Linked DNA regions of Sus scrofa: regions 1, 3 and 4 are each linked to region 2. The links are chromatin contacts, called in public Hi-C and HiChIP or PLAC-seq maps. All regions are on one chromosome and are shown on one strand. The core of a region is the stretch at or near the end of the contact, and the rest is flanking DNA. Distances in the headings are between cores, read along the strand shown.

Region 1 (2,700 bases), core at 24-2,523, 650 kb after region 2:
TAGCCCTTGGTTCAATACACAATTCCCCATTTGATTGGAAACCCCAGCCCTTGATTTAGTCCCCCAGTTCCACACTGGGAATAGCTGGTAGTTCAATCTGCAGTTTCCTACTATGTTGAACCCCAGTCTGAAGTCCCCATTTGTTGAGGTCTACTGGTATAATCCTTTCTCCAGTCCCTGGTTCCTGGGTCCCCAGCAATTGCTGGTGGTGTACACAGGGCCAGTCCACAGTAGCATCTCTTTGGCTACTGCTGGTGTGGTAACGTACACATGAGGTAAAGGCTATTGCTGATGGGCATCTCAAAAGCCAAAAAAATGGCAAAAATTGGGGGGCACAATAAAGGCATTGGTGAGCACTTAAAAGTCATTAGAGCATTCACTACTTAACTCTACTTGGATTCCCATGTTAGGATAATTTGGTCACAGAATGGGTTAGATTGACATTAAGTAAAGAGCCAATCTCAAGGAAAGTTCCATGCAGTGAGGTACACTGTCAAACACTACACAATCCCCAACTCAGGAACAGACTGAAGTATTAGTTTGGCTCCAAGATACCCAAAGACTTGGCTGAAAAAAAAAAATGTGATTCTTAAGCTCCAAAGAATCAAGCATTCCACTTTTTGGCATATGTGCTTATTTTATGTTTAAGATCTACGGTCTTGGAAGCATTAATATCTACTAAAATTGCAAAAACTCTTATGAAAAACAACCCAGAATTACAATGGCCATTATGGAGAACATTCCCATTTGACAGGATTGTTCATTTGTGGAGTACTCTTGAAAGCCAGGGTTCCCTAGTTAAACAAACAGAATGGCATACCTATTTTAATTGGTACACAGAAGCTTCCAAAAGATTTCCTCTAAGATTCTGAAATAGCCTCATTGAAAAATTTGTCACAAAAGGCTAAAGACAAATTAAAGCCTAGTCAAAATTAAAGGGGGACCTAAAACAAAAGATAATAAGACTGGCATGACCCCTACTGCGCCTCTTTATCCTCCTTCACCTAGTACCCACATTCTGCAAATCCTAAGACAAGACTTTTAAACAGTTGCCTTTTAAAATAAAACCACCAGAGGTTGCAGGAGATCTTTCTCAGGTATTTTTCACTCCTTTGTCAGAGATTTGAACTAAGGGCCATGTTAAGGAATTTCCTAAAACCAAGGAGATCCCCAGAAGATTTCAGAAGAATTTATCATTATCCGGGCCTATGACCCAAGGATGCCAGTTCCTCATCAGCTGGTGGGCATGCTGGTAGGACATGGTGAAGTTCAAAATAGACATGGGAAGCAGAAGTAAACCTCTTCCCCAACGGCCTCACATACACTAAAGCTTCACACCCACAGTGGAAGACCTAATTGCCCAGGGGCTAAATGGTCCTTGTACCATCCCCTTGCAACACACAGGTCCTGCCAGTAGGGAAACCTAATAGGTGGGGACAGTGATTTGTCCCGGACTTGAGAGCTATTAACGAGATGGTAATTCCCCTATTCACAGCTGTTCCAAACCCAAACACCCTTTGTCAGAAGTTCTATCAGACTCAGAATGGTTCTCTGGGGTGGACCCATGTTCCATTTTTTCAGCATCCCTGTTGACTCCAACAGCCAACATCTATTCATCTTTACTTGGAACAGTCAATAAACACCTGGTCAGTTGTGCCTCCAGGGTTCACTGAGGCCCTTTCTTATTTCTCCTAAGTGACCACCAAGATGTAAGCGCCTTCCAGTTCCCAGGAAATTGACGCTTTTACAATCTGTCGATGATCTCTTGCTGTTTCAGTTACCAGAGAGGCATTCATAAAAGATTCCATTTATCTGCTGCAACAGTTGGCTAAAAATGGACATAAAGTCTCTAAGGAAAAATTACAATTATCTCTAGATGCTGTTTGTTACCTAGGTCATAATCTAAGTACTGAAGGAATCCAGCTATCTCCGAAAGGAATTAAGCTGATCCAAGAATATCCTAGGCCCACAACCAAGCAACAGCTTCATGGATTCCTCAGCCCGGCAGCTTACTGTAGACTATGGCTTCCTATTTTCTCTACTGGTTTCCCCATATGCTAGGAATTTACTAAAATTTCAATCCCTAGGCCCTTTCTTTGGGAAGATAAACATGAGAAGTCCTTAATGGGACTAAAGCAAGAGCTGTAAGAACCATCTGCCCTCGGGCTACCTAACTCTTCAAAACCTTTCACCTTGTTTGTGTGGGAGAGCAATAACCAGGCCTGGGAAAACTCACAGAAGAACATGGTAAAAAGCACAGACCTATTGCCTATTATAGCGGGCAGCTTGATTCAGTGGCTCTTGGCCTATCCCAGCTGCCTTAAGGCTATAGCTGCAGCTGCAAAGTTTGTGGAAGCCTCAGAGGATTTAACCCTAGGAAATGACATTTATTTACAAACTCCACTTGCTGCCCAAAGCCTTCTTAATTCTGAATTGACTCAACATTTCTCTGCAAGCAGACTAACCTCCTACGAGATCCTTCTGCTTTCACAACCTAATTTGCATCTTTAATGTTGCAACATTCTTAATCCTGCGATGTTACTAGCCCTGTCTGACGAAGTTGAGCCTCATGACTGTGAGGTAATAATGTCCTGTTTCGTGACACTGTGTCCTGATTTACAAGAAACTTATTTTACTAATACTGATCTAATTTTGTTTGTGGATGGGTCACACTATAGAAAAAACTACCTATAATTAGTG
Region 2 (2,700 bases), core at 61-2,560:
TCTCTTCTAGAAGCTAACAAGAATAGAAAGGCTCCTGGAGTCTGAACTAAGAACAGTTTACTGGGTGTGAGCATTTTAGGTGATAGGATAAGTAGTCAGGGGCCTCAGAGACACAGAAGATCTGCATTAGACAAGAACACTTGCTTATTCAAAGGTAATCTAAACAATCAGAACTTTGGAAATATTTCAAACCGGGCATCCTGCAAAATTAAAAATTTCTCATTCCATTTTGTGTTTTCTGGTAAGGATCCCTTTTGCTCTGTCACAGTTACAAAATGATCAGTTTATGATCCCAAAGGAATATTTTTAAAGTAGGAGACTTCAAGAGAAAACCATATAATCCTAATAAAAATAAGATACCTTACTTTTCTGATTTTATGGGAAGGGTTTGTTCTCATAATATCTGTATATGACCAGGTCACTTTTTTTCCAATACAGAATCAATACTTCATTTGCCTACATTTGCCTCTTAAGTCTTATTTAAAAAAAACAAAAACAAAAACAAAAACTGCCAGTTGTTAAAACAAAGCATGTATATAGAAGCTAAGGAAAGCTAATCTCTATAATGTATGAATGAACCTAGGTCTAAACAAAGATATTGATAAGATTAGGACAAACACTCAAGATGAATTCAGTTCAAGATGAATTTTTAAAAAGGAATCACTAAGTGCTGTATCTCTCAGCACAGTTAAAAACAACAGTAAAAAAATATTGATAAGAAGTAGGCTTCAATTTTATATACTCTGGTAAATTTAGAATAAAATTGAAGTAAAATATTCTTCAAAACAGAACTCTTAGAAGAAAAGAGTAGATTTCCTACACTGATAGTCTACAAAGCACTTCCCAAAATATTCATAAAGTATCACACCATAAAGGTCCACAGCCGAACAAGTTTAGGGAAAATTCTGTGTGTTGTTTGAAATAATCTTTTCCTCTTAAAGGCTCTGAGAAGTTCTGCAAGAAAGAATCATGTTTTATTGTATTTAATTCACCATTTTCAAAACGTTCTTAAGGATAAGACACCATTTCTTCCTGCATCTCTGAAGAATATTCCTCAAGAAATACTAATCTGAGAAACAGTCTGATTTAAAGAGATCAGAGTCTCTGTGTTTATCACCCAAACTTTCAAAAGGACATGACGAGCTATTGAAAAACATTCCTTGAGATATTAACTCTTGCTGTTAGTCAAAAGCATGTCATCCATTTTTTTTCACAGCATAGGTTATAATTTGACCTCCTGGTCTCCCAGCTCTCTAGAGACCCTCACGTTTTCCCTGGCAATCCAGTCCCCAGAAATTCCAGCAGGGGGCTCTGTCTGCTAGTGCTGACCCTGAAGGACCTGAAGGCGGTTCAAGGTTAAGATGTCTCAACGACTAACAAGCTGGAAATGTCATCTGGCCTGTTAGGACACAGCATTACAAAAGTATGATCATGGTTCAAGAATGTTGCCATGAGAGAAATCAGTGCTCAGAATTTTATTATTAGGTGTTGCCATGTGTACATTTTCAAATATAGCTAAGAGGTCCCAACAGGGGAAAAAACAGAAACCAAGGAGTATTTTTATAAAATAAAATATAAAATAATTATGACTTATACTGAAAACAATTTCAAAAACTTAAAAGTTTCCCTACGCGATTGGCAACTCAAGGATGCTAGAGTTCTATCAAAAATAGTGCAGGAAAAAAACCCAAACTGTGAAAGTAAAACTGAAAGTCCGTGACATAAGTGACTCATACTGAGATGGACAAATACAACTCTTTAAAAATAATCTCCCCAAAGGAAGGAAGCACAAGGGTACATTGGCGAAGTTCACGTCCGTAATCTAGGTTATTTTCTCTTTTCCCATCTTGCCCTCCCCATCTTCCCCCTCAAAACAGTGTTTTAAACACTTACAAATTAGGTTATAAAGAGATAAAAAAAAAACTTCTGATTCTAACGGAAAGCAGCACCACTTTAGCCAGAATAGTGGGAAAGATGACAAATAAAGTACCCTGACAAGAGGGTCAGAAATAAAAAACAGACTAAGTGGACACACAAAGCTTTTCACTCTTGCCTTAGGCACCAGAGAGGGTGGCTGCTTGGAGGGGTGTTTATTTCCACTGGGAAAGAAATCTGTAGCACGGCAGGTGCAAGTGGCTAATAAATTATGACATTTGCAGGAGGGTGGAACAATTTATTCCTTCCCAAGCCTCAGGAGAGTTTGTGTGTAAAACACCCTCACATGTGCACACACACACACACACACACACACACACACACAACATTTCACCAGTCAAGCAGTCAAACCTTTACCATTCCTTTAGTGAAACGCCAAAACTCTCTCTGTAAAGAAACTCTATATGAGACAAGGGCACTGCACTCTCATTTTCCCATAAATGTGGATGCTTCTGAGAATGAGATGGTTTTCATCCAGCATTGTGATTTCGTTATAAGTCAGTGTCATGTAAAGATGTTTCTCCCACATACTCTATACTCTCCTGGATTTCATTTTGTCCCAGGGAAGTGCTTGTTGGAATGAATGCTACATGTATACTGTAAACTGTGTGCCAAAGGCAGACTGGGGAAAAAACAGCATAACTTAAGAAAATAATAACATTTTCCCACAAAGGGACCTTTCCCTTTCACCTTTCACTGGAAAACGTGGCCATGGGGAGAGGGTTCCACTGCTCTGAGCCTTCCTCACCCAAGGAAGGTTGGCTG
Region 3 (2,700 bases), core at 141-2,640, 740 kb before region 2:
TTCCCAGAAGAGCCCTTACCGCTGGCTTCTCTTTTACACAGAGAAAAACAGTGTTTATGCAGGAGCCTTCAGGGTTCCTTTTCTCTGCTCACCGCTGCAGGGGGGCATCGCAACATTAAAATATCTATGTGTCCCATTGAAAGACCCCAAATATATTCTTTCCTCTTCCTACCACAGCTGTGAATGCGGCTCAGGAAACTGGGAATTGCCGCTTCCCCCACTGTCATTAGTCTGCACACTTCAACCTTCCTGAGGTTTTCCATGCTCGTTATAGATGCCTTGCTTCCATTTCCCACGCAGTGAAATCAAGCCGCACACCCCAAAGGGCCGTGACCACAGCTCTCTGGTACTCAGCATCCTGGGCGTTCATTCCGCCAGCAATCCCACCTGCGTCGGTGAAATCGCTGAAGGCAGCGCTAATGAATGTCTCCTTGCTTGTCCCGAACTCTCCTCGCAGGATATCTGGCCTCGGAATCGACTTTCTGGTCTTGTACTTTTTTCGCAATCCAAATTAGCTTAATGCACGACAGCGATCTCAGACTAGAGGTAGCACTCAGACGGTGGGGAGAAATCAAATACCGAATCAATTCGGGGAAAAAAAATAGAAATAGCGCATGACATTTAATTCCAGCACCTTTGGGGCTGGAAAGGCAAAGAGGGAAGCAGCAGCCCTTCACTGCGGGATGGAAGTATGTGTACGGCCTCATCCGTAGTTGCTGGATGTTCCGTTCCCTGGGTTGTAACCAAATAATGTCATTGGCAAAATGCGAAGTGTTCATTTATTGACTGCATGGGGGGCAAAGAATATCATAAAGGAACAATTTAAATCATTACCTCAAATTTATCTCCAGTCTTTAAGTCTGTCTTGCTCTCATGTGTATATTATTTTAAATTATTTATTAGTTTAAATAAAGTAGCACATACCACTTGGGTTCAGAATATATTCCCCAGCGTTTCTGCCAGTCTTTGGCGTACCTGTTTCAGGAAATGAATCAGAACATCAAGAGAGGGCTACCTGACATGTCTGGGAAAGCCGTGACCTACAAGAACTGTTACCTTAATGAGCGAGCAGTCAGTCAATGATGCTGTGCGGAGGCTCAGCCTCGGTTCTCCTCGCGGCCAGCAGGTGGCAGCAGAGCCTCGGAGTCCACGGGGCCCTGGGCTTCGACGGCTGTGAGCACCCTCCTTCATTTCCATTCATCCTCACGTGTCAGGCTCCTCATAAGCGCTTTTGGTAGACTGCCCCTGACGTTGCATCACCGAATCCACAATCATATATTGCCAACATTTTCTCCTTTTTACGCTTATCAATGGCATTAATTCAGAGGAAACAGGGACCCCTGATAGCTGTGGGCAGCCCTCTGCAAAGAGGAGATATGGTAAGAGGCAGGCACACCACGGGGCAGCCAACTTGACTGAGATAAAGAAGCGGATTTGAAGGGAAAAGGGGACGCGCGCCCCCCAAATAATAGACACTTTGTATCTCTTCCCTTCCTGTGCTCTTCTTTAACACATTTTACTTGGCATTTGAAACATAGATTTCTGGTGAAAGATGCATACGTTTGCTTAGATGTCTAGTTGAATATTTTCGGACGTTTAATAAAAACCCCATCTGATGTAATATTTTCCATACGCTTTCCCCAGGATACACAACCAGAAATTGAGATCTAGGGCTGGATGTCACGTGGGAAAGATAGGTCCTGGAATGCTCCTTTCTCCGAGATCTGTGTGGTCACACAACTGCATAGCAGAGAATTTTCTCAAAAATGCCGCAATGTTATCAAAGTGAAGGTTATTGGCATACCACAGGTTTAATTAATTAGGGTTAAACGGATGCCATGTAAGGAGGAGAAAAGGACATTTCCCCCCCCCTCAAAGTCTCTAATTTCCGGGAAAGGAGAAGACTGTTTAGCTTATTAGGAATAGTGTTGTGATTTCCTCAGGCTCTAGGTGGTACTGCAGAATCACCTACTTTCTATACTATCGTTTATTACAATTCTTTTTTTTCTACTTTTGGGGGCGTCTGGAGTACTTATATTAGAAAATATATTGAAAGAGAATATATTTTTAAAAAGGCAATATTGTAAAAGAAGTCAGTGAGAAATTAGCAGCATCTGAAAATGAAGAGTTAGATGTGCCTGTTTGTGTTGAATTCCAGACTGCATACTTAGAATAATTTTCAGCTGAATCAGAACATTTGAGAAGTACTTTACGGTATTCTGATGCAGCATCTCTGAATTTTGCTAACTTGAAATGAGCTTTTCAAGAAACTTACCAGCAAGTGATGGAGTTCCCCTCATGGCTCAGTGGTTAACGAATCTGACTAGGAACCACAAAGTTACAGGTTCGATCCCTGGCCTTGCTCAGTGGGTTAAGGATCCGGCATTGCCGTGAGCTGTGGTGTAGGTTGCAGGTGAGGCTCAGATCCCGAGTTGCTGTGGCTCTGGCATAGGCTGGCGGCTACAGCTCTGAGTAGACCCCTAGCCTGGGAACCTCCATATGCCATGGGAGCGGCCCAAGAAATGGCAAAAATAAATAAATAAATAAATAAATAAATAAAAATAAAATAAAAAATAAAATAAAAAGAATCTCACCAGCAAGTGAAAGGAGATACTGTTTGTGGTGATGTAGGGACCATGCCTTTTTTTCCCAAGTTGCCGTCCTGAGGGTGTCCCTAGGTATCTGTCTGCACGTGTGCTG
Region 4 (2,700 bases), core at 184-2,683, 930 kb before region 2:
AGAAAATTTACTTTTGGAGATTTTGAGTCACTTGCATCCTTTATGCTGACTCCGGGGACAGAGGCCCAGGCTGGGTCTCCCCTGCCCCCTGGCAAGTCTCTGCCTGGCTTTCTGGAACCCATGGGCTCTCCCTGCCATGGCCCTGAGGCTGGTGAGCAGAGGCATGATTTGGCTACACATGTGTCTTTGGGGGCACTCCCCCCGCCCCAATATTTAAAGAGCTTTCCTTGCAATCCTTGCAATTAGAATCTGCGACAATTCCGGATCCTGATGCAGCAGTGGGTGAGCTGTTGGGTTGGGTGGGTCTGTCCCGGGCATTCGTTTTGGAGGAATGTGTCGTGAAGCTTCTCTCTAAAGGATCTACTGTCATACTGGCTTTTGCTGGAAGCAGGACATGGCACCAAAAGGACCCTTCTTCTGATGCCACATGAAATGCAGACTTCTTTCTGTTTTCTCAGCGCCTGGGGAGAGCCGGCACTGGGTACTCCCTCAGCCTTTGGATTCGGTGGTCTGGAGTCACTCTTGGTCCATATCCCTAAAGCTTTGATCTTTCCAGTTTCCACGCAAATTTTACATCTTTTCCGTACGCTTTGTTTTTCTCACTAAGGGCTAGATTCAGCCTTTGATAAATTCTCATTTGCAGAAGGGGAGCAGAAGGAGAAAGAAAGCACTGGGGCTGTTATTAAAAAAAAAATCAGGTTTTACTCTGTCTCTTTATCATGTGATCATTTTGAAGTTTGAGGAGTCACACACACACACACACACACACACACACGCGCACACGCACATTTCAAGCGTGAAAAGAATTTGAATTAAATCAGGCACCACGGGAAGGGATGGAACTCAGAGAGGCACTCTGAGGGCTGTGACAAGCCTTTTCTTTATTCTCTTGAGCTAATTGTGTCACTTGACACACTGCATCAGGCATCGTGAAATTCTGACAGGCTAATTTGAGCTTGTGGTTCCAATGAAATGTACATAAGGCACTTGTTATATTTAGTGACAATCAGTGTCATTTTCTGTTTAAAAGCCGTCCGCTGATTTGGTTGCCTCCGAGTGCAGGAGCCCTCTGGAGGGAGGTAAAGACCGAAGGCTGGACCCGATCTTGGCTGCTTAGAACGACCCTGGGGCAGGAACTGGGAGAACTCCCGGTAGTGACTCACTCTGGCGTTTGACAGGAAAATGGGCTCAGCCTTGTCTTTCACCTCTACCAGGCTGGATCTTACAGATTCTGAGCAGCAGCGATTCAAAGGGTGATTTCCTTTAGTTCCAAGTCCGATGTGTGGCTCTAGGTGGAAATTTGAAGCTAATTCCATATGGATTTGAGGAAACCCTAAGTGTGAGAAAAAAATAAATACAAGGAGCAGGAGAACAGGATCTATTCTGCCAGTAGGTGGCAGTGCCCAGCCAAGCAGAGCGCGGCTTCCCGATTGGCCTGTCACAGGGAGCCGAGCGTTGTATCAGATTTCCCTTTGGCGCAGAAGGTCAAGTCCAGGGTGAGTCTTTGAAAATGCCGCACGCATGCCGGCAGCAACCAGGACTGACCCTTAAAAAAAAAAACAACCTCAGGAACGAGGTGGCTAAAGAGAGTACCCAAGCAGTGTCCCCGCTGAAATAAAGTCTGAGGTCATGGGTCAAAAGAGGCACACAGATCTGGGCTGTTTAGTCCATAGAGTGGTCACTTTCATTAGGTGACGGGGAGTTTCATTTCCCTGTAAAAAAAGAAAGTCACGGGAAAATAATTTTTTAGACTGCTTATCTCTCAGAAAGATGACGAAGATATTCTAAATAATGCATGTCTTCTAAACCTTGTGCATCCCCCCCCCAGCCCCCCCAAGGAATCTCAGGGCTGGAACAGCGAGGATTGGAGCAGGTCAAGGTAGTATGTAATTACAGTGCCAGATGGGAGACTGTTTCTGCCAACCACGATTCTAATTTAGTCCTTCCCTTTATCCAGCACTAAATTGACTCTACTTAATAGAGGCAGCCACACACTGCCAAGATCACCACTGCCTGTGGAGCATTCTGATTTGTACCTGACTTGTAACCTTTCAGAAAAGCCACAGTTTTAGATTGGATGAAAAACGAAATAGCAATATTATAAGAATAACTAAGTTCCAAAGAGACTGCAGAGGATTGAAACGGTAGAAACTAGACTGAATTGGTACCCAGATCCTGTCAAACCTTAACTGGGGGACGTGAGATGATGTCCCAGTTGGTAAAGCTGTGTTTCTAAGCTGTCGTTTCCTTAATGTCGAGCCCGGACTATCCCAGCAAGACTTTTTTGGCTCAAAAATCTTTATTGAGCCAATTTAGTTCCCCCTTACCGAGAATGATTATCAGCTAAAGCTGTCGTAACACCCTTTCCCCCAAATCGCTGTCGTTTCTGGGCAATGAAATATAATCAAGTCAGAGGTGTGCTATTTTCTAAAACAGTGGTCCAGCCATGAGGACCTGGGGATCTGGCTTCTGTCCAGAGAGGTGTGTCACTTCCCTTTTGTTAGTGGGAAGTTATGGACAGAAACGTAGGAAAGAGGTCTTAAAAACTGGAGAGAGAAGGAGAGGGAGAGAGAGTGGGAGGGAGAGAGAAGAGGGAGGGAGAGAGAGGGGGAGGGAGAGAGGGACTGGGAAGGAGAGAGGGGGAGGTAGAGAGGGAGAGAGGAGGGAGAAGGGAGAGAGAGATGGGGGGAAGGGGAAAGA

The links. A called contact is a pair of places that touch in the nucleus more often than the background predicts. HiChIP or PLAC-seq counts read pairs in DNA pulled down with a chosen protein or histone mark.
Region 1: an H3K27ac HiChIP or PLAC-seq map of alveolar macrophages shows a contact between it and region 2. The contact joins two enhancer-like sites. A contact is called at or near these places in 2 of 2 datasets of contacts at active chromatin or transcription factors (alveolar macrophages and skeletal muscle).
Region 3: a contact with region 2 is called in a Hi-C map of embryonic fibroblasts, with 7 times the contacts expected there. The contact joins two enhancer-like sites. A contact is called at or near these places in 6 of 47 Hi-C or Micro-C datasets (embryonic fibroblasts, fetal heart ventricle, fetal skeletal muscle and 2 more).
Region 4: a contact with region 2 is called in an H3K27ac HiChIP or PLAC-seq map of alveolar macrophages. The contact joins two enhancer-like sites. A contact is called at or near these places in 1 of 47 Hi-C or Micro-C datasets (embryonic fibroblasts) and 1 of 2 datasets of contacts at active chromatin or transcription factors (alveolar macrophages).

Annotation. Positions count from the first base shown.
Region 1 is chr1:5,031,423-5,034,122 of Sscrofa11.1, forward strand. All of the region lies in intron 4 of PACRG (parkin coregulated gene protein), which reads right to left. Among named protein-coding and RNA genes, the nearest start is that of QKI, 150 kb to the left of the region's middle. Within about 2 kb of position 1,274, at least 10 of the 83 cell types and tissues checked have an H3K27ac peak or open chromatin away from gene starts, as enhancers often do. A contact at or near this core is called in alveolar macrophages, where this site is marked.
Region 2 is chr1:4,381,176-4,383,875 of Sscrofa11.1, forward strand. No RefSeq gene overlaps it. Among named protein-coding and RNA genes, the nearest start is that of QKI, 500 kb to the right of the region's middle. Within about 2 kb of position 1,311, at least 30 of the 83 cell types and tissues checked have an H3K27ac peak or open chromatin away from gene starts, as enhancers often do. A contact at or near this core is called in alveolar macrophages, where this site is marked.
Region 3 is chr1:3,641,256-3,643,955 of Sscrofa11.1, forward strand. No RefSeq gene overlaps it. Among named protein-coding and RNA genes, the nearest start is that of PDE10A, 520 kb to the left of the region's middle. Within about 2 kb of position 1,391, at least 5 of the 83 cell types and tissues checked have an H3K27ac peak or open chromatin away from gene starts, as enhancers often do.
Region 4 is chr1:3,453,713-3,456,412 of Sscrofa11.1, forward strand. No RefSeq gene overlaps it. Among named protein-coding and RNA genes, the nearest start is that of PDE10A, 330 kb to the left of the region's middle. Within about 2 kb of position 1,434, at least 8 of the 83 cell types and tissues checked have an H3K27ac peak or open chromatin away from gene starts, as enhancers often do. A contact at or near this core is called in alveolar macrophages, where this site is marked.